Regions from separate parts of the Sus scrofa genome. Here region 2 is linked to region 1. A link is a contact called in public HiChIP or PLAC-seq data. All regions are on one chromosome and are shown on one strand. Each heading gives the region's core, a stretch centred on a gene start, on an enhancer-like site or on the middle of the called end of the contact. The rest is flanking DNA. Distances are from core to core; before and after follow the strand shown. Region 1 holds the start of C5H12orf57 (chromosome 5 open reading frame, human C12orf57). Region 2 holds the start of LRRC23 (leucine-rich repeat-containing protein 23).

Region 1 (5,286 bases), core at 529-3,028:
CCTGCCCACAGCTGCTCCTTACCGGGACCTGCCAGCCTCCCTCTCTGCCCCAATGTCAGCAGCTCACCAGCTGCAGGCCATGCACGCGCAGTCCGCTGAGCTGCAGCGCTTGGCACTGGAGCAGCAGCAGTGGCTGCACGCCCATCACCCACTGCACAGTGTGCCGCTGCCTGCCCAGGAGGATTACTACAGGTACCACAGGGCACCCTAGGCCAGGCCAATGGGATGCTACTTAGCCCGTCTGGGATGGGGTGAGGCCCCCGAGGCAGGGAACCCCTCCCCCACCATCCTCTGTGAGAGAGGTCGGGTCAGGATGGGTCTCAGTCTCTCAGGCCCTGTTCTGCACCCCCTCTTCCCCCAGTCACCTGAAGAAGGAAAGCGACAAGCCGCTGTAGAACCTGCGACCAAGAGAGCACCCGCGGCCCCTGCATCTGGACTCTGGAGGCCTCCCTCCCCGCCTGCCACCCAGCCGAGAGGGGGTGCTGCTCAGCCCCAGGGCCTGGGGCTTCTGGGCTAGAGGGAGGAAGGAAGGGACAGATGGAAGGCCAAGGCTCCTGTGATGTGCGTGCGGAGGTGGGGAGGTGGAGGGGGTGGGGGCAGAAAGCGCACAGTTTCTTGGACCGCTCCCTCTCCCTTGTCCCCCGGCTTTCCCCCCCCTCCCCGCCCCCGCCCCCGTCCCCGCGGCCACCGCCCCTCCCCCACCCCGTTGGTGTGATTATTTCATCTGTTAGATGTGGCTGTTTTGCGTAGCATCGTGTGCCGCCCTGCCCCTCCCCAGTCCCCGTGTGCGCGCTCCCACTGCGATGTATGCCCCTGCCCCTCCCCCACATTAATAATTTATATATATAAATATCTATATGATGCTCTTTAAAAAATATCCCAAACAAAACCAACCAAACAAAAACATCCTCACGACTCCCCAGGAAGATGGCTGTGGCTGTTTCTTTGTGGGGTATGGGGGGCCGGGGTGGTGATGTGGGTCTCTGGGCAGCGGCGGCCCAGCGCCTAGAGAGAAAGCTACCGGACTACCGGAGGCTAGTCCGGAAGTGGATAGAGACCCCGGAGAGTTGGAGAGGGGAGCTGGAAGAGCCCAGGGCCTTGGAGACCTGGCTCCGCTGGAGTGGAGTCCCATCCTTCCAATGGTGGGCAGTCACGAAGCTGATGGCCTACGACAGGCAAGCCCCTGACTTGCTCCAGGAAACCGCTTAGACGGGTTTCTGTCACCGTGCCCGCAGCTAGGAGCCGCCAGAGACCTGAATTCTTAACGTAGAAGAGTTAGAAACTGATGAATTGGAGGGTCGGGGGCGTGGCTGCAATAGGTTAAAGCAATTGGAACCCTGAAGTCTTAAGCGCTCTAAGGTTTGAGGAGGGAGTGGGTGACAATTTCTAACGCCCTGAAGGGAAGGGAAATTATAGGGCGTTACTGCACACCCCTACACCAGGCCATTTTAGGAGAGCGCGAAAGCCGCTTTAGCGTCAAGTCTTCACTGCCGCGAGGCCCCGTCTCGGTTCTTAAAAAGGGGAGTGACTGGCTTCGCTCTCAGCCAATCGGCATCAAGTAATTTGCATAGACTCGTATCAAACGTTCCCAAACTCTAGAAACGAATGTTTAAGAGAGTTCTTTAGAATTCTGTTTTCACCTCTAAAAGTTACAATGTGCCTCGTTGTTTGTACAGCAATAGGAATTAGGAAACGCTGGTCGGAACTCACCCTCACTAATAGTGGAGTTTGCGGATATGCCGCCTTCTCGCCAGAGCTGTGCTCTCGTAGTGTACAGCTCTTTTAGAATTTGTCCAGCAGGTTTTCCGGTTTGTACCGGAAAACCCTTAATCCAGAGTGTATTCAACAATAGAAAGAGTTGGGGTGTAAGCGAGTTGGTGTCTGATTGACTGGTCTTAGTTAAATATCCGAGGTCTCAACCTGTTTCCGAGGGCGCGGGGAGGTTGGGACTCCATCAGTAAGCTTCCGGCTTCAGCTGATACAGCTTCCCTTCCACCCCCACCCGCCTGGGAAGCTGCACTAGGAGAAGGTTCGCTTTTCTGGAGTGTTTCCGTGGCGCCGCTGCACGTGCATCTTTTGTCCTATGGCGTCCGCCTCGGCCCAAGCCGCTGCTTTGAGCGCGGAACAGGCCAAGGGTGAGAATCCTCCTAGTTGCCGGGTGGGTAGTTGCCGGGTGGGCTTCCTGCCCGAGGAGGGTGCGGGCAGGAAATCACAGGCGAGAGATGTGACTGCATTCGCCGGGAACTGGGGGCGCGCGGTACCATCCTCCTTCAAAGAGGGGTCCTTGCTTCTTAAAGCGGGGGATTTGGGGGCCGAGTGATTCGGTTATTACGGCTTCAGGCCAGTAATTCCCTTGCCCTCTTCCTTGTGCCCTTTGTTCCGATGCCCTGTGCTGCATCCTTCGCACAGTGGTCCTGGCGGAGGTGATCCAAGCGTTCTCGGCCCCGGAGAACGCCGTGCGCATGGACGAGGCTCGTGATAACGCGTGCAACGACATGGGTAAGATGCTGCAATTCGTGCTGCCCGTGGCCACGCAGATTCAGCAGGAGGTTATCAAAGCCTATGGCTTCAGCTGCGACGGGGAAGGTAGGTCGGACTGGGGAGTGAAGGTAGCCTGGGTGGAGGAGAGGGCGATGGATCGTCGCGTCCCTGAGCCGTCGTCCCCTTTCTCGCCACATGGCGGCAGCCACAATCTAACAGTATTGGCACTTAGAACCCAGGGTCTACTGTGAACTTGAGCCAGGTGAAGTCTTAAGTGCATTTTGTAGTTACCATTAATTATATTGCTATCCCATTTTAAGATGAGGAAACAGACTGTAGTAGTAAACCAAGTTGGCAGGTCACAGCAGAGCTGAAACCTAACCCCGTTTTGATAGCTTTTAGTGAGATGTCTGCATGACAGCAACTTTCTGCAGCCCCTCCAAGCAGTTCCAGCTGATCTCTCGGGGTTGGCTGTTCAGTTTATTGAACCGGGTGTTTATTAATTCAGCCCTGCTGGCCCAGAGCTCTCTTCTGTCCTGGCTATGGACTGGCAATCTGGTTGATGTGCATCCTTTGTGCTCTTGTGACTAAATTGTTAAAATGGTTCACGTGATAGGGGTGAACACACTGCTTTGAGATATTTTCATTCACTGCATCCCAGCCAGTTGTGTCCAGTGTAGACTGGGAAGGGGTTGATCCAGACCACACAGGGCAAAGACCTGCATGAGTCTTGTTTTGCAGACAGCTAGCTATCTGGCCGGGGGGTGGGGTGGGCAGCAGCTAGTGACTCGGGCTGCCCCCTCCTGCTGTCCTGGGCTCCTCCAGCCCCTGGGGGTGAGGGTTGACGTTCTGCTCCCCTTGCAGGTGTTCTTAAGTTTGCCCGCTTGGTCAAATCTTACGAAGCTCAGGATCCTGAGATCGCCAGCCTGTCTGGCAAGCTGAAGGCGTTGTTCCTGCCGCCCATGACCCTGCCGCCCCACGGACCTGCTTCGGGTGGCAGCGTGGCCGCCTCCTGAAGGTTGGCCCTCCCGTGGCACTGCCCGGGAAGGGAAGACCTTGGTGTTCTGGAGGATAATAAATGTGCCTGGGACTTAGTCTTGGCGTCAGTCTTAGTCTTGGCGTCAGTCTTTTGTGACCCTGACAACCCCTACATCCTGGCCCAGTTCCCTCAGCCTTTCAGGCCGCTCTGGCTCCCTGTCCAGATCCTTCCTGTGCTCCGGCTGCCAACAGGCTCCAATGGCCGGGGGAGGGATGGGCCGGTCCCTCACCACCCTGGGTCTGGGGGCCTGCCCCGGCGGCGGCGGCGGCGGCGGCGGTGCCTCCTCTGTGTGGGGCTGCCTGGGCTTTTGCGGGGGGGCCCCTTGGCTTCTGGGCGCTGGGAGGCTCCCCCATTGGTTGGTGTGCCCTCGGCCAGCATTACTTCCTGGTCTTCGCCCCCACCCTGCCTCCCGCGGCTCAGTTGGCTGGGCTCCAGGTGGAGCTCCAGGTGGCTCCTCCCCTCCCAAGGGAAGGCGAACCCTGGACAGGCAGCTGCCGAGGGCGGACTGAGGCCAGCCCCGCCCCACCTGCCCCTTTTCCGGGGATTTTTAGTCCAGGGGCTTGGCCCTGCGGTGCCTTTGGCCTGGCGGGCACCATCCAGCGGGAAGTGGCTGAGTTCTGAGCGTTCTTTCTCACCTGCGCCCCACCCCCTGTGGCCTTCTGCCTGTGACTCCTCAGGCCTCTGGGGAGATGTTGTCCCGTGGGTAAGTCCCCTGCTTCACCTGGGTACCACAGTCCCCTGTTCATTTGGGAGGGAGGGGCAGGGTTCCTGCTCACGCCTGATAGGCGTGAGACCAGAGTGCCACCTGCCCCTGCCCCCTGCCTGGGGTCTGCTTTCCGTCCTATGCACTACCTCCCCCCATCCCCCTCCCCACAAGATGCCAGGGACTCCAGGCTCATTCGTGCCCTCTGCCCCCACCTTTTCAAGCACCCTTCCCCTCCCCCTCCCCCCCCCCCCCCCCCCGACAGATACGTGTTTATTCTCACCGTTGCATTTCTCCTTCCACCTTCGGGTCTCCTGTTTCTGCCATACGCTTAGGACCTGTCCCCCTGGGTAGCCCACTCACTTAAAACATTATACATCTGAAAGGTAGACCCGAGAAAGCGCACACGCGCGAGCACACACACACACACACACACACACACCCGCCCCGGTCCCATTCAACTTCCCAATGTCCTTCGGTTTCCCTTGACACCTGTGCGTCAGTTCATTCAGCAGATACCTGTTGAGCATCCAGTATATGCCAGGTGCTTTTTAAGGTGCTATCAATACTGTAGCAAACGAGACAGACACAGTCCCGGCCCTCCCCTTGCTTCCCTCCAGAGGAAAGCCACAGACTGTACAAGGAACCATTAAATAGGATAATTGCAGATTACACAGAAAATGAAACAGTTTCACGTGCTCGCAAACGTCGGGTTGCCGGTGGCATCACTGGTCAGGGAGGGCTTTCCCCAGGAGGTGACATGGGAGCTGAGCCCTGGGTGAGGAGGAAGCACTGGCCTTCAGCGGCTCTGAGCAGAGGAAGGGGCCCGTGCAAAGGCCTTGCTGCGGAAACAAACTAAGCAAAACTGAATAGTGACTTTTTTCCCTGGTAGGGCTTATTCTGTAACATGAGCTGCGAATATTTATATAAAAATGACTATGACAATGAAAAAAAATAGGTTAGGAGTTCCCATTGTGGTGCAGTGGTTGACGAATCCGAGTAGGAACCATGAGGTTGTGGGTTCGATTCCTGGCCTTGCTCAGTGGGTTAAGGGTCCAGTGTT
Region 2 (5,953 bases), core at 582-3,081, 55 kb before region 1:
GTCTGGTTCCATGGGTTCCCCAAGGAGCCCCTTCTGCAGCCCTGCTCCAAGGCCCTTCCTCCCTCACTGCTTTCCTTCCAGGAGCCTGGGCCTCAATGGCTCCTTCCTGGGGTTTGACTGAGAAAGGAAGTAGGTATGTGTCAAAGAGACAGAGCCCAGTGAGTCTGGTACACACCCTGGGGTGCCTGGCACCTCTTCCTTTTGGACTTGTCCTCCTAGCTCAGTACATGTTTCACTCTTTGCACCTCCTGCTCCAGGGACTGGTACCTCCTGTGAAGTCCTGATCCCTAGGGTGCTCCCCTCCATTTTGAGGGCTCATCACTTCCTAGCAAGTTGCTTTCCCAACAACCTTCCTTTTACCTCTATGGCTGTTAGAAGATTAAATGAGGTAAGAGCTGTGAAGTTCCTTAGCCATTCCTGGCACTGAATAGGGAAAGGAGACATGTCAGATGAAGGTGGAGCTGCTGGCCCAGGCTTTGAGCCAGGAGACCTGTCAGATGAAGGCACACTACTTACAACGCCTCTTGGAAGGCGTTGAGCTTGCATCCCAGACCACAGCCACCAGGGATAGAACACTCTCCCCAGACCTGCCCCAGGCCTCACCTCTCCTTTCGCCCAGGTAGCTGATGCGGACGTGGCACTGGCCCCAGACAGCGCTTACTGCTGGATAGAGGGTCCTGCCCTTCAGTCCACGGAAGGCTGGCCCCAGGTAGGTGCCCCCAATAGCGTAGCCCAGAGTTCCCTCCTCCATGTCCAAAACCACCAGCAGCCTCTCCGGCACCTCCAGGTGCTCACCTTGAAGTCCGGGGGGATACCGGGGGGCCCCGGGCCCCTTGCTCTGATGGTACAGCTTCCCCCGCCCAATGTCCCAACCCCACGACTCGCTGTTGCTGCCCAGCAGCGCCGCATAGTGGTCAGCTTGCAGCGGGGCGAGGGCCGTGGCCACGCCCACCACGGCGTGGGTGCCTCTCTGTTCCCGGGGCCAGCTGATCTCCCAGGCGTGCAGGCCTCTCGAGTAGCCCCTCTTACCCCGGACCCCATCAGTGCTCTGGGCCACAGGCCGCCGCTCAAAGCACAAGCCCCCTTCCTTGACCTCGATGTTCTCTGAGCAGTCCTTGGGGTTCCAGCCGTGACGCCGTTGGGCCCCTAGGTCAGGAGGGGGAGCAGAGAGCAGCTCCTCCAAGCCCTCGGGACAAGAGAGGTCAGGGTACAGGGGCTGTGGGGTGGGGGTGCTGCTGCTGCCCCCTGCCAAGGCCGTCTGGCCCATGGAGGTGAGAAGCTGGAGGATTCCCCAAAAGAGGCTTGCTGGGACGTCTCTCTTCGGAAAGTTGAGCTCCCGCTTGGGATCGACCTAGAGAGAAGTTGGGGGAGAGGAGGATCCTGGAGGGACTCCACACCTAGGCGCCTCATCCTTTCCCCCAGCTCTGCTCACTGCCCCACTCCTCCCGCTCAGCTCCCCGAAAGCTCCTAGATCCATCATCTTGCCCTCACCCACCTGTCCGCGTCTCCTGAGACGCGCGAGTTTGTCGCCTTAGGTCTGTCCAGGGACCGTCCCCTTCGCCCGCTCCTGCTCCTGTCCCTGCCCCCGAACCACGCTCAGCTTCCCGTGCCGGGAGGTCGCCGGCCCTCGGGAGGAGCCCGGCCGAAAGTCGCCGAGGAGCTCCGGCTCCAGAACGCCGGCCGCTTCCGCCCCCAACCCCTCCCGCAGGCCTCGCCCCGCCCCAGGCCACGCCCCTAAGGGCCCTCTGGGGCAGTTAACCCTCTAGTCGCCACCCCAGGTCGCGCCCCGCCGGAGACCCCGCCCACACGGGCCCCTCCGGGGCGGTCAAAACTCGGCACCAGGGGCGGCTGCGAAGGTCAAGCAGTGAGTAGAGCCCACTCGCGGGCGGTTAACCTCTGGACACCTTCCAAGCAGCCCGCAGCCCCCAGGCCTCGCCCCCGCGAGGAAGCCGCCAGGTACTTAACCCTTCCCTGGCCCGCCAAGCTCAGAGTTAACCTTTTCATGGTATCATCGCTTTGAGGTCCCTGGAGGTCTTTTCACCGTTAAGAACTTTGAGCAGCCTGGGGATATAGGGCCGGAGGTCAAGTAAGGTCTGCCATTGTGGTGACATCTGTTTCCCAGGCCTTCTGATTCTGGGTCACTGTTGCTTGGGCTGGTCATTCTCCGACCCGGGTTGTGAGTCAGCCGGTTCTAAGCCTGAGGTTCTATACGCTGAGTTTCTAGCTCAGAGGGGTAGGTGTCATAGGGCTGCATCCTGTTCTAGCCTTCATCTGCCCTGTCCATCCATTCCTGAGCTGTGGGCCTCACCTGGCAGAGTGTGGTGGTCCAGACCTTGCTTGGGAGGGAAACAATGTCACTAATTATCTCTGTGACCTTGGGGAGGTTGCCACACTTCTCTAAACCTGTTTTCTCTTTCCTAAAATGGGCATAATGATGGTACTTACCTCAGGGTTGTTATGGAGTTGAAACAGTCCAAGTAAAGCACTTAGCAAGGAACCCTTGATATCGTATGCATTCACTAAGCTTAGCTAGTCCTATTTCTTTAACATTTTCTAAGTGACTATTCTGTAGAGAGGTAATAAAATATAGTGGTATTTAGCAACTGTGGAGCCAGGCTGACAGGGTGTGCAAATCCCTGAAGGCGGGTATGCAGGAGAACTTTGGCAAATTCCTGAACCACCCCCGTACCTGTTTTTTCTTCTGTAAAAGGGGGATACTATTGGTATGAACTGCATAAGCTATAGTGAGGATTCAGTGATGTTACACATACATATGTGAAGCCCTTAGAACCGTTTCTGATTCAAATTTAATCATTTGTGCGAAGCACTGAAGATGACGCAGTGAATCCGCAAGGAGTTTACAAGGATATTTATAAAACAGTTTTGTCATGTAGTAGATAAAATTCTGGTTATACAAAAAGTCCTATGGGAGTAAAAAGGATGGGACTCCACGGATCAAGCACTTTGGAAAGTGTCGTGGAGCAGATGACACTGGGCTGAATCTTTAAGATTGACAAGAGGAGGAGTTCCTCTTGTGGCTCATTGGGTTAAGAACTCCACTAGTATCCATGAGGATTTGGGTTAGATCCCTGGCCTTGCTCAGTGGGTTAAGGATCCAGTGTTGCTGCAGCTGCCTGTAGGTCAAAGCTATGGCTTGGATTCAGTCCCTGGCCTAGGGACTTCCATAAGCCCTGAGTACAGCCAAAAAAAAAAGAAAAAAGACAAGGAATTTGCCTGAGAGGTGGTTCTGCAGTGTGGGTGTTGGATTAGAGTTGCTGCATGTAGAAACCATTCAGACTGAGAGGTCAGCATGAAAAAACAAAAATAGAGAGTTCCACTTGTGGTTCAGTGGTAATGAACCCAACTAGTATCCATGAGACTCAGGTTTGATCCCTGGCCTCACTCAGTGGGTTAAGGATCTGGTGTTGCCGTGAGCTGTGGTGTAGGTCGTAGATGCGTCTCAGATCCCGAGTTGCTGTGGTAGGTCAGCAGCTACAGCTCTGATTTGACCCCTGGCCTGGGAACATTCATATGCAGAGGGTGAGGCCCTGGAGATAGTATGTAGAGTGGGAAAAGGGTTTAGGAGGACACAGCACAGTGGACAGTTCAGGTTTGATAACATACATGATTTTTTTTTTTTTTTTGGTCATTGGCAACTTTAGTGAGAGAGGACATGTGGATTGTGGGAGGTTGCGGTCCATGCTGAAGGCGCTGAACTGGTACTTTCTGGCATGTGTCAGACACTGTGCGACATGCTTTATATTTTTAGGGGATAGAGAGTTGGGAGAGGAAAGGTGACAATTATGTCTCATAGTTAAAACTATTCTTGAGGAGTTCCTTGCGGGCCCATCAGGTTAAGAGTCCGGTGTTGTCACTGCTGTGGCTCAGGTTCGATCCCTGGCCTTGGAACTTCCTGATGCCATGGGTGTGGCCAAAAAATAAAAATAAAATCAACCCGGGATCTGAGACACATCTGCGACCTACACCACAGCTCACAGCAATGCCAGATCCTTAAAAAAATAAAAATAAAATAAAATTACCCTTACATACCCCATCTATTAAGTACATGTTAGTTTTGTGTAAAATACAAAACATGACAGTATACTATGATTGTGTACAGGATAAATGTTTATATTTCTTTAATCAAGGAGAAAGAAGAAAGCATATTAGAAAAGATATGGCGGAGTTCCCGTCGTGGCTCAGTGGTTAACGAATCCGACTAGGAACCATGAGGTTTTGGGTTCGGTCTCTGGCCTTGCTCAGTGGGTTAAGGATCTGGCATTGCTGTGAGCTGTGGTGTAGGTTGCAGACGTGGCTCGGACCCCACGTTGCTGTGGCTCTGGCGTAGGCCAGCGGCTACAGCTCCAATGTGACCCCTAGCCTGGGAACCTCTATATGCCTCAGGAGCGGACCAAGAAATGGCAAAAAGACGAAAAAAAAAAAAAAAAAAGAAAGAAAAAGAAAAGATGTGGAGTCCTCTTGTGGCACAGCAGCAGGTCAAGTATCTGGTGTTGTCATCGCATCGGCTCAGGTCACTGCTGTGGTGTGGGTCGACCCCTGGCCGGGGCATTTCCCCATGCTGTGGGAGCAGCCAAAAAAATGAAAAGAAAGCTGTGAACTTGAGCACTTGTCATCCACCCAACCTGGATATTCTTGCCACTGTGACAACAAAAATAAGGATATCATGGCTTAGAGGACAGATGGTAAGCCTAATCCATAGCCAGCTCAGCTAGTGGTTTAAAACATGGTCTTTACCCAGTGCTTGGGAATCCTGAACTGGTCACATCTGGTTGGGAATAGCTCAAGTATTCCACAATGCTACAAGCAATTTTAACTTTTTACTTTTTTTTATTGAGATGTCACATATACAGAGTATATTAATCTTAAATTGCTCAGTGGATCTTACATATTTATGCAGCAAAAAGATCAAGAACACTTCCAGCATCCCAAAGGGCTCCTTCTTGCTCTGACACTACGCCCCTAAAGTAACTCCTATTTGACCTCTATCAGGATAGGTTAGCTTTGCCTCTTCATCAGTTTCATGCAGATTAGGGAGTTCCTATCATGGCTCAGTGGAAACAAATCTGACTAACATCCATGAGGACACAGGTTCAATCCCTGGCCTTGCTCAGTGAGTTAAAGACCCAGCCTTGCCATGACCTGTGGTGTAGATCACAGACTCAGCTCAGATCTGGTGTTGCTTTAGCTGTGGCACAGGTTAGCAGCTACAAAAGGAGGGTGCGGCCCTAAAAAGACAAAAAAAAAAAAAAAAAAAAAAAAGTTCATGCAAATGAAACAAGACAGTATGCATTCTTTGTATTCTTTTGTCTGATGTATTTTTCTTGACAAGTGAGAGTCATTCATGTTGTTGCCCGAAATGGTAGCCAAGTATTTCCATTGTTTCACTGTATTCCACTGTATGGATGTTCTGCAACTTACTTATTCTACCGTAGATGGACATTTGAGCAGTTCCCATTCTTAGCTTTTAAAGAGAAAGCTACTGTGTACAGTACTGCAGAGTCTTTTGATGGACCTAGGCACCGAACCTAGTAAACCTACATCAGTGACCCCAGCCATAACAGTGACGAAGCTGGATCCTTAATCCACTGAACCACCCAGGAACCCCAAGGCACTTGTTTTTGTTGGATGCATACTTATGTGCAGAATTGCCAAGTTATAAGGAATTGCAATGTATAGATTTAACCACGTATAATTTTCAAGTTTCTCACCATGGAGGGGTTTTATTCAGAAATTCAATCATTCAGGTATTTTACAGCATGTAACACTTCAATAAGTTTACGAAGATATGTTCTTCTCTTCCTGTCCTTCTCATTTTTATCTCCTGGGGATGGTTTTATCAGTTCCTCAGCATTTTATTAGTGTTACTCTTGGCTCTCAAGCTCTTCAGTTTCTTCCCCAAAGCCGTCACGATCTGCGTGCCAGGCCACTGGAA

What was found. HiChIP or PLAC-seq counts read pairs in DNA pulled down with a chosen protein or histone mark.
Region 2: an H3K27ac HiChIP or PLAC-seq map of alveolar macrophages shows a contact between it and region 1. The contact joins the promoter of LRRC23 here to the promoter of C5H12orf57 in region 1. A contact is called at or near these places in 4 of 5 promoter capture datasets (fetal liver, fetal skeletal muscle and liver), 24 of 47 Hi-C or Micro-C datasets (alveolar macrophages, blood, brain and 14 more) and 2 of 2 datasets of contacts at active chromatin or transcription factors (alveolar macrophages and skeletal muscle).

The regions. Positions count from the first base shown.
Region 1 is chr5:63,777,799-63,783,084 of Sscrofa11.1, reverse strand. It overlaps C5H12orf57 (chromosome 5 open reading frame, human C12orf57), which reads left to right and starts at 1,778. Exons shown (of 3, transcript NM_001243445.1): 1 at 1,778-2,135; 2 at 2,410-2,586; 3 at 3,346-3,575. The coding sequence starts at 2,084. The coding sequence ends at 3,497. It overlaps ATN1 (atrophin-1), which reads left to right. Exons shown (of 10, transcript XM_003126540.5): 9 at 12-192; 10 at 362-921. The coding sequence ends at 395. It overlaps PTPN6 (tyrosine-protein phosphatase non-receptor type 6), which reads left to right and starts at 3,999. Exons shown (of 16, transcript XM_005652593.2): 1 at 3,999-4,223. The coding sequence starts at 4,210.
Region 2 is chr5:63,832,507-63,838,459 of Sscrofa11.1, reverse strand. It overlaps LRRC23 (leucine-rich repeat-containing protein 23), which reads left to right and starts at 1,831. Exons shown (of 8, transcript XM_013987385.2): 1 at 1,831-1,956. It overlaps SPSB2 (splA/ryanodine receptor domain and SOCS box containing 2), which reads right to left and starts at 1,675. Exons shown (of 3, transcript NM_001243315.1): 1 at 1,496-1,675; 2 at 604-1,351. The coding sequence starts at 1,267.